Linked DNA regions of Zea mays: region 1 is linked to region 2. The links are chromatin contacts, called in public Hi-C maps. All regions are on one chromosome and are shown on one strand. The core of a region is the stretch at or near the end of the contact, and the rest is flanking DNA. Distances in the headings are between cores, read along the strand shown. Region 1 holds the start of LOC100280682. Region 2 holds the start of LOC103643607.

The links. A called contact is a pair of places that touch in the nucleus more often than the background predicts.
Region 1: a contact with region 2 is called in a Hi-C map of tassel, with 2.7 times the contacts expected there. The contact joins the promoter of LOC100280682 here to the promoter of LOC103643607 in region 2. A contact is called at or near these places in 4 of 25 Hi-C or Micro-C datasets (ear, endosperm, root tip and 1 more).

What each region holds. Positions count from the first base shown.
Region 1 is chr1:251,009,135-251,015,038 of Zm-B73-REFERENCE-NAM-5.0, forward strand. It overlaps LOC100280682, which reads left to right and starts at 4,257. Exons shown (of 1, transcript NM_001254902.2): 1 at 4,257-5,904. The coding sequence starts at 4,327. It also overlaps the pseudogene LOC111590751.
Region 2 is chr1:250,836,973-250,843,726 of Zm-B73-REFERENCE-NAM-5.0, forward strand. It overlaps LOC103643607, which reads right to left and starts at 2,817. Exons shown (of 6, transcript XM_035964293.1): 1 at 2,205-2,817; 2 at 1,654-1,726.

The DNA of each region.
Region 1 (5,904 bases), core at 3,007-5,506, 170 kb after region 2:
AGGAGAACACCAAGCTTACAAGAAACATTCTAAGACTCCCAGACTCCGACTCCACGCATTTGATTCTCTGTGTTAGTGATTTGAGCTCCATTTGAGTTGCGAACTCCGTGTGTTGTGTTTCGAGCTCAAGTCGTGACTTGTGTGCGTGGTTGTGCTGCGGATTTGAGTCTTGCGTGTGTTGCTCTCCCCAACCTTACTCTGTGCCTTCTTTGTGATCTCTATTGTAAGGGCGAGAGATTCCAAACTATGGAGATTCCTCGCACACGGGAAAATACTCTAAAGGAAAAGACCGTGGTATTCAAGTTGATCATCGGATCACTTGAAAGGGGTTGAGTGCAACCCTCGTCCATTGGGACACCACAACGTGGAAGTCGGCAAGTGTTACTTGGCCGAACCACGGGATAAAAATCGCGTGTCTCGTGTGTTGCTTCTTGTTATTGTTTTGTTCGCATGAGCGTGTTCCATAACTACTTGATTTAACTAACACTTTAATAATCAAGTCTGTGGCTATTAAGTGTTTGATTTTACAGGATCACCTATTCACCCCCCCTCTAGGTGCTCTCAATCACCATTCCCAATTTTGGATTAGTGAGCTTTGAAGTTCCATATATAGGGTAGAATATATGTTTGAGACTTCATGTCTGCCCCAATGGCAAGTCCATAGTGCATGCAGGATGAAAAGGTCCCTGACATGTACCCTATTCACTTTGTCAGTTGATATTTTGTTTTCAGCTGATCATGAAGGGTGGGAAATTTCCATACATGGCCTTGATCCATCTTTCCATCTCTGCCTGTCAATCACTTGCTGCAGTTTTTTAGTACTATATAACTCAAAATTGTTAAAGAATCACCTTCGCTTCCTGTTTGATCTGACATGTCACATATATGGGACTTCTATGTTGCCCCTATGGCTTTTATGTTGTACTGCTGGGATGAACAGGTCCCAACATTTGCTCCTTTTTTACTGTCGGCTGATGGCCATAAATGTTTAGCTCATGTCAGATTTGGTCATGAGGTCGTTCATGGTGTCGATCTCTGGATTGCTTTCATAGTGGTGGAACGATTCGGTGGGCAAGAGGAAGAACGACCTGGATCCCGGGGATGAGAAGTGAGAGGAAGGACAGGGTTCAACTCCTTATAATTGGAGAAGGAGGTAAGGGATACTATTGTTGACCTGCCTTCTGATAAAGCTCCTGGGCCTGATGGGTTTACGGGGAGGTTTTTACAAGACCTGCTGGAGCATTATTAAGGAGGATCTGCTGGCTGCCCTGAATTTTCTGCACCAAGGAAATGCCCATAAACTTAGATTGTTGAATTCAGCCTATCTTATTCTTCTCCCTAAGAGGTTCGATGCTATGACTGCAAGTGAATACAGGCCTATTAGTTTCATCCACAGTTTTGCTATGCTGGTCACCAAGCTGCTGGCCAACAGGTTGGGTCCCCGTCTTCATGAGTTGGTGGCAGCCAATCAGAGCGCTTTTGTGAGAGGGAGATCAATTCATGATAACTTTATGCTGGTTCAGCAGTCTATTAAGTCGCTACACAAGAGAAAGGTTACGGGTCTATTCTTAAAATTAGATATCTCCAGGGCGTTCGATTCCGTGTCATGGGCCTTCATTATTGAAATTCTTATCCATCTTGGCTTTGGTCCAATCTGGTGGAATCTTATTTCCTCCCTAATGTTCATGTATTCTACGCAAGTACTTCTTAATGGCTCGCCTGGTGATCGTATTGCTCATCGGCGAGGCCTTCGTCAGGGTGATCCCCTTTCTCCTATGCTGTTTGTGATGGTTATGGACGTTCTTAATAGTCTGTTCAGGGAATCTGAAAGCAGGGGGCTGTTACAAGGGTTGGAGGAAGCTGGGGTCCGGAATAGGCTCTCGATCTACGCTGATGATGTGGTGCTTTTTGTTAAACCTTTGGTGGATGATCTGAATTGTGATAGATTGATTTTGGATTGCTTTGGTGAAGCAACGGGGCTGGTAACAAATATGCGCAAAAGTTTTGCTATACCAATTAGGTGTGAAGGGCTGGAGGGTCAGGCTGGCTGTAATATCTTGCAATGCAGTTCGAGATCCTTTCTGTGTAGCTATTTGGGGCTGCCTATCTTTGATAAGAAGCTGAGGAAAAGGGATTTTATGGTGTGGGTTAATAAGATTGCTGACCGGCTTCCCAACTGGAAGGCTCGTTTGCTCAGTTTGGCTGGTAGGACAGCGTTAGTGAGGCATGTGCTTTCGGCAATTCCTGTTTATATCCTTATGGCCATGAGTGTTCCCAAATGGGTGATCAAGTCCATCGATAAACTCAGGAGGGGGTTTCTATGGAAAGGAAGGAAGAACGTTAACGGTGGAAGCTGTCTTGTTCCTTGGGAGATAGTTGCCAGACCCCTAAAATATGGCGGCCTTGGAGTTTCTAATTTACAATTCAAAGGTTGGGCTTTACAGGTGAAACGGTTATGGCTGCAAAAAACTGATCCGTCTAGACCATGGCAGGGAATGAATCTTCCTATTCAGTAGCAAGTAAGACAATTTTTCAATCTTTCGGTCTTTCATGTGGTCGGAGATGGGACCAGCACTCTCTTTTGGTTTGATAAATGGTTGAATGGGAAGGCTATCTTTGATATTGCACCAGAGGTTGTCTGTTTGGTGGACAGTAGAGTCAGCTCGACCCGGACGGTTGCTTAGGCTATGGACAATTGGCGTTGGGTTAGGGATATTGGGAGTCATCTTTCTATGGTTAGGCTGCAGCAGTATTTAAAATTATGGGATGAGATTGTACATGTGACGCTTTCACAGGAGGCGGACAGGCTTGTTGGGAGATACACGACTTCTGGACAGTTCTCCTCAAAGTCTTGTTACAATGCCTTCTTCTTGGGGTCCATTTCCTTTGAGCCTTGGAAACGATTGTGGAAGACTTGCCCCCCCTAAATGCAAGTTTTTTCCTTTGGTTGGCTATAATGAATAAATGTGGGACTGCGGACAGACTCCAAAGGAGAGGGTTGTAATACCCGGTGTGTTGCCCCCTATGTGATCAGGAGCAGGAAACAGTCCAGCATATCCTCTGCACCTGCAGTTTTTCTAGGGATTTTTGGCATCTCATTTTGTCGTCCATCGGGCTTGGTAACCTCACTCCTATTGTTGCTGAACAGTCATTTGCTGTGTGGTGGGAAAAGGTTTCTAAAAAGTGCATAGGTGCAAGAGGAAGGGCTTCAATAGTGTCATTATTCTTGGAGCTTGGTGCTTATAGCTCACTCGTAATAGGGCTATTTTTGATGGAGTGAGCCCTTCCATTAGTTTGACTAAGAGGTTATTTCTAGATGAATTGATCAGTTGGAACAAGGCGGGAGCGAAGCATTTAAACAGATTGGGAATTATTGTCACTTTAAATAGGGTCCAGTAGGGCCCGTCAGGTCCCCTTTTTTTGGTTTCACCTTGTGGGGGTGCTGGAGAGGATGCTTGAGGGTTTGGTCTTGGTCTATTTTTCTTGTTTTTTTCTTCTTTTCTGCCCTCTGGGTGTTGTATTTCGTTCCACTTTGGACCTTTCCTCTCTTAATATAATGACGTGTAGCTCTCCTGCGCGTTCAAGAAAAAAAATATCAGGTGGGAGACACTCTCTCCCAATCAAAAAATAAAAAATCTAGTTTGCTATAAGAATTGTTCTTTTTTGACAGAAGAAGAATGCAATTCTTATTTCTTATGTTTTGGTTATCCTCAAGCTATAAGTTCCCCTATTTCACCTCGTACTCACAGCCTTTTGACAACATGGTCTATGTTTTATAGCGATTGGGAGCTCGTAGAAAAACTTGAAGATGCTATTTGCTCGACATCAGTTCATTTAGCGATGAAGACAAGGCCAGTTCATCCAGCGAGCGATGGGTTGGCGCACTAACAGGCCCGTGGCAAACATCATTATGTACAACATGATATTTTCTATCATCGAAATTCTATATAAATTCTTTAAAATAATTTGTATGATATTATAATGTTTGTTCAACATCAGTTCATTTTATTTTAGTCGACATATTTATAATATTATTATATATTTATGTCGTCAATATAATATTAATGTTACAATGTATTTTGTCATACAAATTTTATATATTATACACACCGACACATATAGGCCGTCAAAACAGTGGTGTAGAACAGTGATGAGTGAGCAGAGTGAGCGGCACAAATGCCCGTCAGCCCGTGACAGTTTTCAACAATGAAAACAATGAAGATAGAGCATGCTGAGCATATATATGCTGCAATATATTTTTGTTTTAGTTGCTTACCGTCTCCACCGCATCTCATCTCGCCGGCGAGCCAGCCTAACCAATCGCCAATGCTCACCTCGTTGCTTCCACCGCCCACAGTCCCGATCTCCAAACCCTCCGCGTCGGCGTCGCCCAAGACCGCCAAGCCCAGGTCCGCCGTGCTCTCCGCCTCCGCCCTCGCCCTCGCCCCCGCCTCGACATCCGATTCCGACGATGCGCCCGGCGGGGGCGAGGGCGGCAGCGTCCGCCTCTCCTCGCTCATCCGCTCCCTCTGCGCCGCGGGGCGCACAGCAGAGGCCGCGCGGGCGCTGTCCGCGGCGGGCGGCGGCGCGGGCGTCGTCGCCTACAACGCCATGGTGGCCGGCTACTGCCGCGCGGGCCAGCTCGAATCCGCGCGCCGCCTTGCCGCTGCGGTCCCCGTCCCGCCCAACGCCTACACCTACTTCCCCGTCGTCCGCGCCCTCTGCGCGCGGGGCCGGATCGCTGACGCGCTCGCGGTGCTCGACGAGATGCCCCGCCGCGGCTGCGCCCCCATCCCGCCCATGTACCACGTCATCCTCGAGGCCGCCTGCAGGGGTGGCGGCTTCCGGAGCGCCGTCAGGGTGCTCGAGGATCTACACGCCAGGGGCTGCGCCCTCGACGTCGGCAACTGCAACCTCGTCCTCAACGCCATCTGCGACCAAGGGTCGGTGGACGAGGCCCTCCACCTGCTGCGGGACCTGCCGTCCTTCGGCTGCGAGCCAGACGTGGTGAGCTACAACGCGGTGCTCAAGGGCCTGTGCATGGCCAAGCGCTGGGGCTGTGTCCAGGAACTCATGGAGGAGATGGTCAGGATGGCTTGCCCGCCCAACATCGTTACCTTCAACACCCTCATCAGTTACTTGTGTCGGAACGGCTTGTTCGAGCGGGTGCATGAGGTCCTCGCGCAGATGGTGGAGCATGGGTGCACGCCGGACATCAGGATGTATGCCACTATCATCGATGGTATCTGCAAGGAAGGGCATCTCGAAGTCGCGCATGAGATTTTGAATAGGATGCCTTCCTACGGGCTCAAGCCCAATGTGGTTTGCTACAATACTCTGCTGAAGGGCTTGTGCAGCGCTGAGAGGTGGGAGGAAACCGAGGAGTTGCTGGCTGAGATGTTTGACAAGGATTGCCCACTTGATGATGTCACATTCAACATACTTGTTGATTTCTTCTGCCAAAATGGGCTGGTGGACCGGGTGATCGAACTACTCGAGCAGATGCTGGAGCATGGATGCATGCCCGATGTCATCACATACACTACAGTGATCAATGGCTTCTGCAAAGAAGGGCTTATTGATGAAGCTGTCATGTTGTTGAAAAGTATGACTGCTTGTGGCTGCAAGCCAAATACCATAAGCTATACTATTGTGCTCAAGGGTTTGTGCAGCGCAGAACGATGGGTGGATGCTGAGGACCTGATGTCTCAGATGATTCAGCAAGGCTGTCCTCTGAATCCTATCACATTCAACACACTCATCAATTTCTTGTGTAAAAAGGGATTGGTTGAGCAGGCCATTGAACTTCTTAAGCAGATGCTAGTGAATGGATGCAGTCCCGACCTGATTAGCTACAGCACAGTGATCGATGGACTTGGCAAGGCTGGCAAGACGGACGAAGCA
Region 2 (6,754 bases), core at 1,567-4,066:
TAAATGGAATTGAATGGTAGAGTCTCCAGTAAAAAACTGAACTGTAATATCTGGTATCTCGCTGAAAGAGAGTCCATACATTTCCTTTATAGGGCATACATCGCTGGTTGCAGAGAATAAGGAGCTTATGGAGCCAAGAAAATGGTAGAGGAATAGATAGTATATATGTGATGCTAATGTCTTGGCAAGAAGGGAAAGAATAGTTATGTTGTGTTAACTCAAATGTCGAAACAGAAGAGATAGATTGGTGATGGAAAATAAGAGGACAATCCAAACTGCATGAAAACCTTATATTTTGAAGGAAAAGAAAATTGGCAAAAACAGAAACTATATAGATTATATTTTAGAACAACTTGAGTATGATGTAAGAAAACAAATAAATGCAAAACTTGACATGTACGCATATGTAACTTTTGTTTCTGGTTGCCTAATACGCATTGACAGTAATAATATATCCATAAGTCCTGCAATCATCCGTGCTTCTTTAGTAATTAAAAGGCATCTGAATCAATATGATGGTAGATACAAAGTCCATATCTACTGCAAGCCTGCGCCAACTACCATGCTTCCCCTTTTGCCCTTTCAGTATGATTTCAAATCAACAAGAAAAGATTTAAAACTGTAAGCAGTGCAATCAAGTCATCATCATCATATGCTAAAAGTTTAGGTCAATACTCAAACTCTGTTACATGCAGTAATGAGATAAATCACAGATAAACCTTATTGAAAGATTTTTTTTCTCTTGAAAGAAAGTCTGGTAGCCCCACATGTAATATATAGTTGTTTCTCATGGTGTATGATGAATTTTGGTGTGAAAATTTGTCTGGTAGCATATAATTTATAGCAATCCTCACATTGCTTAGAGATCCTTTTTTTTGCAAATTTGCGAGTAATATATATTTGCAAAAGACTTGAATTGAATACTACCATCATTTTTGGATGGTAAATAAATAAGCGAAACAACATGATTTTGGAGTTGAAATTCTTGAATTTGGAGTTAGAATTCTATTAAGATCATGTGTTCCACTTGCTAAGTATTTGATAGATGTGAATCTTGTGGTAAAAAAACACATGATCAGAGTACTACTTTCACATCTAGGCGCCCCTCTAATCCTCTCCGGGTTTGTGACTCCCAAACTAGCCCGTAGGGGATTAGAGGGGCAGGTCCTCTAATCCCGTCCGGTTTTGTGACTCTCAAACTAGCCCCTAAGAAAAAAAATGGTATCCACAAATATGTGCACAATAATACTGCAAACAAGGCAAAAGCAACTCCCTCCAGATATAGAACTGTAGAAAAATGTGACACGATCAAATTGAGTCTCTAATCTTTCCTTATACATTTGACAAGGAAAGAAAGTGTTGCATCGTATCAAGGGGGGCCCAAAAAATCAAAATGTTAGTTGAGCAATAAAAAGGACACAACTGGTCTTTGCGACCACCGACCAAACAGAGTACAGCATCCCGCAGAACGCCCAAACTTCCAATCTTTGTAAAACTAACATGAACTTGACAATTGATCCCAAACAGAAAGTGCCCGATTTACGAGTGAAGGCACTGAGGCCGGCAGGTGGAGACGGCCATAGATGGCAACAGACTGAAATAATGCTGGTCTGGAGCAGTCCATGCATGGAACAACGGAGAGAAGAGCAGTACCTTGTCGTCCCCACAGCCGGTGTGGATGTGTGGAGTTCGCCCGGTACTCAGGTCATCGGCGTCACAGATCAATCTGAGATCCATAGAATATCACAATTCACACGATGATCAGATAGGCGATGCTGTTCACGTGACTCGTGACACCAATCAACCTCCGGAAAGAACTCAGAGAGCCAAACAGGAGGGAGGACTAAAACCCAAAGTAATAATCGATCATCGATGGTGCAAATAAATGCACATTAATAGAGAGAAAATGAAGTAGTAGTAGAATGCAAGAACGACGATTTTACGGGGAGTAAAAAGGGAAGCGAAAAAACTCAATTTAAGAGTGCAATAAATAAAAGGTAGAAATAATGCAAGTTTTATTGGGAGTAAAAAGGGAAGCGAAAAAACCTAATTTCAAAGCGCAACAGATAAAAGTTATATATAATGCAAATGATTCGAATCTTCATTAAGTATAAGCATTACCGCTATCAGAATCTTTAAAAGAAGATGCAAACAAAAAAAGTGCAAAGAACTAGAGCGAACGGGATGAAAAGCCAAGATCCCACCTTGGAGGCAATCCGCACTGGAGTGTTACTGTTAAACCCTAAACACAAAACCACCCGCGATTGCACCGGTGGGATAAAGGGACACAATCGTGAACAGGACAATCGTGGCGGAGGACGTCAATGCCGATATGGAGTCCCGACGGCCTCCAAGTCTCCAATGCGTGCGAGGAGTCCCGACTCCCGAGCCCTGCCCGACGCGAGAGCGGCCGAAGGGTGGGAGCGCTGTGCGATGCAGGTGAAGGAAAGGAAACAATGGAGCAACGTAGGGGGCGGCGAGAGCAGAGGCGTGATAAAGAATGCTTGCATTAGTTTTGTATTAGACCTTAACCAAAGTAATCGTTCTGATATTTATGGAGCTTGATTGGTCGAATGATCCATCCTGGCTCATGTCTAGTAAAACATTTTCTCTTGAGATAGGCATGCAATTTAGTACGTTTAGTTGGTTGCGTGTGATTAATCAGACTGAGAATAGATAGTGTTTGGCTGATTTAATTAGGATCGAGATGGAATGAGAATTAAAAAAATAAGGTAAAATTGATTTATGCATTAAATTTTTTATTTAATAGATATAGCAAAAGTCTCAAAAATTACTCAATTTCAATGCAGCTACATTGTTCTAGCCTGCATGTTGCATGCGCGGGGCAAGGCTAGATCGCCTAGACCCAAACTCAGATGCAAACAACCAATTAGAGGATGTTTGGAAAAACTCAGATACAAACAACCAATTAGAGGATGTTGGGAAGGAAAGTATTGTTGGAGTTTTAGATAAAACCATGGTATAAATAATACTATAGTATTTTTGTCCAGAGATGTTTGGCTACATTATAAAAAGACTCTGTTTTGAACACCATGGTTTTATAGATATCATGGTATTTTTAGAGTATTCGAAACTACAATTCAATCCAAAGTTTTTAGCTATGACTAGCCTTGCACATGTATACTAAATATTATGGTTCAAATACTTTATCTCGACTTATGGTTCAAATTAGAGGACTTACACATGTATACTAAATACTATGGTTCAAATACTATGTTTTATAGCATGTATATTGCTAAGAGTGATGTAAAAAATAATACGGTCGTGTCATGATATTTTAAAATTGTAGTATTTCGAAACCATGGTTTTAAAAGATTTTAAAACCTAACATGGGCCAAGTTTCATATAGCCAACCAATTAGTCCCTTAGAGCATTTCTAACTGTTATGTAAAAAGGTTCCTAAATCTTAGTTTAAAGAGTTATTAGAAAAAACACGTATCCAATAGTATCCTAAACGATGTTGCTAAATTTAAGAAGTTGCTATTTTATCCTTTCTTGTCCCCACATTTGGCAACTGATAGTCGCCTAGAGGGGGGTGAATAGGGCGAAACTGAAATTTACAAATATAAACACAACTACAAGCCGGGTTAGCGTTAGAAAGATAATTGAGTCCGCGAGAGAGGGCGCAAAACAAATCGCAAGCAAATGAAGAGTGTGACACGCGGATTTGTTTTACCGAGGTTTGGTTCTCGCAAACCTACTCCCCGTTGAGGAGGCCACAAAGGCCGGGTCTCTTTCAACCCTTCCCTCTCTCAAACGGTCCCTCGGACCGAGTGAGCTTCTCTTCTCAAATCAAAGCCAGGAACAAAACTTTCCCGCAAGGGCCACCACACAATTGGTGCCTCTTGCCTTGATTACAATGGAGTTTTGATCACAAGAACAAGTGAGAACGAAAAGAAGCAATCCAAACGCAAGAGCTCAAAAGAACACGACAAATCTCTCTCGCTAATCACTAAAGCCTTGTGTGGAATTGGAGATGATTTGATCTCTTTGGTGTGTCTAGAATTGAATGCCTAGCTCTTGTAAGTGGTTGAGAAGTGGAAAACTTGGATGCAATGAATGGTGGGGTGGTTGGGGTATTTATAGCCCCAACCACCAAACTTGACCGTTGGTGGAGGCTGTCTGTTCGATGGCGCACCGGACAGTCCGGTGCACACCGGATATGTCCGGTGCTCCAGCCACGTCACCAATGTCGTTGGATTCTGACCGTTGGAGCTTCTGACTTCTGGGCTCGCCTGGATGTCCGGTGCACACCGGACATGTACTGTTGGATGTCCGGTGCGCCAGTATGGGCGTGCCTGACATCTGCGCGCGCTGTGCGCGCATTTAATGCGTCACAGGTAGCCGTTGGCGCCGAAATAGCCGTTGCTCCGCTGTAACACCGGACAGTCCGGTGTACACCGGACAGTCCGGTGAATTATAGCGGAGCAGCTCAAGTGAATTCCCGAGGCTGGCGAGTTGCTGAGGCCATCCTTCCTTGGAGCACCGGACATGTCCGGTGTGCACCGGACAGTCCGGTGAATTATAGTGAAGTCGCCTCTGGAATTTCCCGAAGGTGGCAAGTTTGAGTTGGAGTCCTCTGGTGCACCGGACACTGTCCGGTGGTGCACCGGACACTGTCCGGTGTACACCGGACAGTCCGGTGCCCCCAGACCAGAGGTGCCTTCGGTTGCCTCTTTGCTCCTTTGTTGAATCCAAAACTTGATCTTTTTATTGGCTGAGTGTGAACCTTTTACACCTATATAGTCTATACACTTAGGCAAACTAGTTAGTCCAATTATTTGTGTTGGGTAATTCAACCACCAAAATTATTTAGGAACTAGGTGTAAGCCTAATTCCCTTTCAATCTCCCCCTTTTTGGTGATTGATGTCAACACAAACCAAAGCAAATATAGAAGTGTATAATTGAACTAGTTTGCATAATGTAAGTGCAAAGGTTGCTTGGAATTGAGCCAATATAAATACTTACAAGATATGCATGGATCGTTTCTTTCATTTTTAACATTTTGGACCACGCTTGCACCAAATGTTTTGTTTTTGCAAACTATTTTGTAAATCCTTTTCAAGGTTCTTTTGCAAATAGTCAAAGGTAATGAATAAGATTTTGCAAAACATTTTCTAGATTTGAAATTTTCTCCCCCTGTTTCAAATGCTTTTCCTTTGACTAAACAAAACTCCCCCTAAATGAGATCCTCCTCTTAGTGTTCAAGAGGGTTTTGATATATCATTTTTGAAATACTATTTTCTCCCCCTTTTGAACACAATAGGATACCAATTGAAAATACTCTTTGAAAAACTAAGTTTTTGAAATTGGTGGTGGTGCGGTCGGTGGTGCGGTCCTTTTGCTTTGGGCTCATACTCTCTCCCCCTTTGGCATGAATCGCCAAAAACGGAATCATTAGAGCCCTCGAAGTCCTTTCTTCCCCTTTGGTCATAAATAAATGAGTTAGGATTATACCAAAGACGAAGTCCTTTTGCTCTCTCTCCCCCAAAGATGGAGAGTGACATGGAGCGACGGCGAAGGATGAGTTACGGAGTGGAAGCCTTTGTCTTCGCCGAGGACTCCAATTCCCTTTCAATATACCTATGACTTGGTTTGAAATTTACTTGAAAACACATTAGTCATAGCACATGAAAGAGACATGATCAAAGGTATATAAATGAGCTATGTGAGCAATTTAGCAAAAGAAATTGCGCGAATCAAGAATATTGAGCTCATGCCTAAGTTTGTTAAAAGATTGTTCATCGAGAGGCTTGGTAAAGATATCGGCTAATTGATCTTTAGTGTTAATGTAAGAAATCTCGATATCTCCCTTTTGTTGGTGATCCCTAAGAAAATGATACCGAATGGCTATGTGCTTAGTGCGGCTATGCTCGACGGGATTATCCGCCATCTTGATTGCACTCTCATTATCACATAGCAAAGGGACTTTGGTTAATTTGTAACCGTAGTTCCGCAGGGTTTGCCTCATCCAAAGCAATTGCGCGCAACAATGGCCTGCGGCAATGTACTCGGCTTCGGCGGTGGAAAGAGCGACCGAATTTTGCTTCTTTGAAGCCCAAGACACCAAGGATCTTCCCAAGAACTGGCAAGTCCTCGATGTGCTCTTTCTATTGATTTTACACCCCGCCCAATCGGCATCCAAATATCCAATCAAATCAAATGTGGATCCCCTAGGATACCAAAGCCCAAACTTAGGAGTATAAGCCAAATATCTCAAGATTCGTTTTACGGCCTTAAGGTGAGCTTCCTTAGGGTCGGCTTGGAATCTTGCACACATGCATACGGAAAGCATAATATCCGGTCGAGATGCACATAAATAGAGTAAAGAACCTATCATCGACCGGTATACCTTTTGATCCACGGACTTACCTCCCGTGTCGAGGTCGAGATGCCCATTGGTTCCCATGGGTGTCTTGATGGGCTTGGCATCCTTCATTCCAAACTTGGTTAGAATATCTTGAGTGTACTTTGTTTGGCTAATGAAGGTGCCTTCTTGGAGTTGCTTCACTTGGAATCCTAAGAAATACTTCAACTCCCCCATCATAGACATCTCGAACTTTTGTGTCATGATCCTACTAAACTCTTCACATGTAGACTCGTTAGTAGACCCAAATATGATATCATCAACATAAATTTGGCATACAAACAAGTCATTTTCAAGAGTTTTAGTGAATAGAGTAGGATCAGCTTTTCTGACTTTGAAGCCATTAGCAATAAGGAAATCTCTAA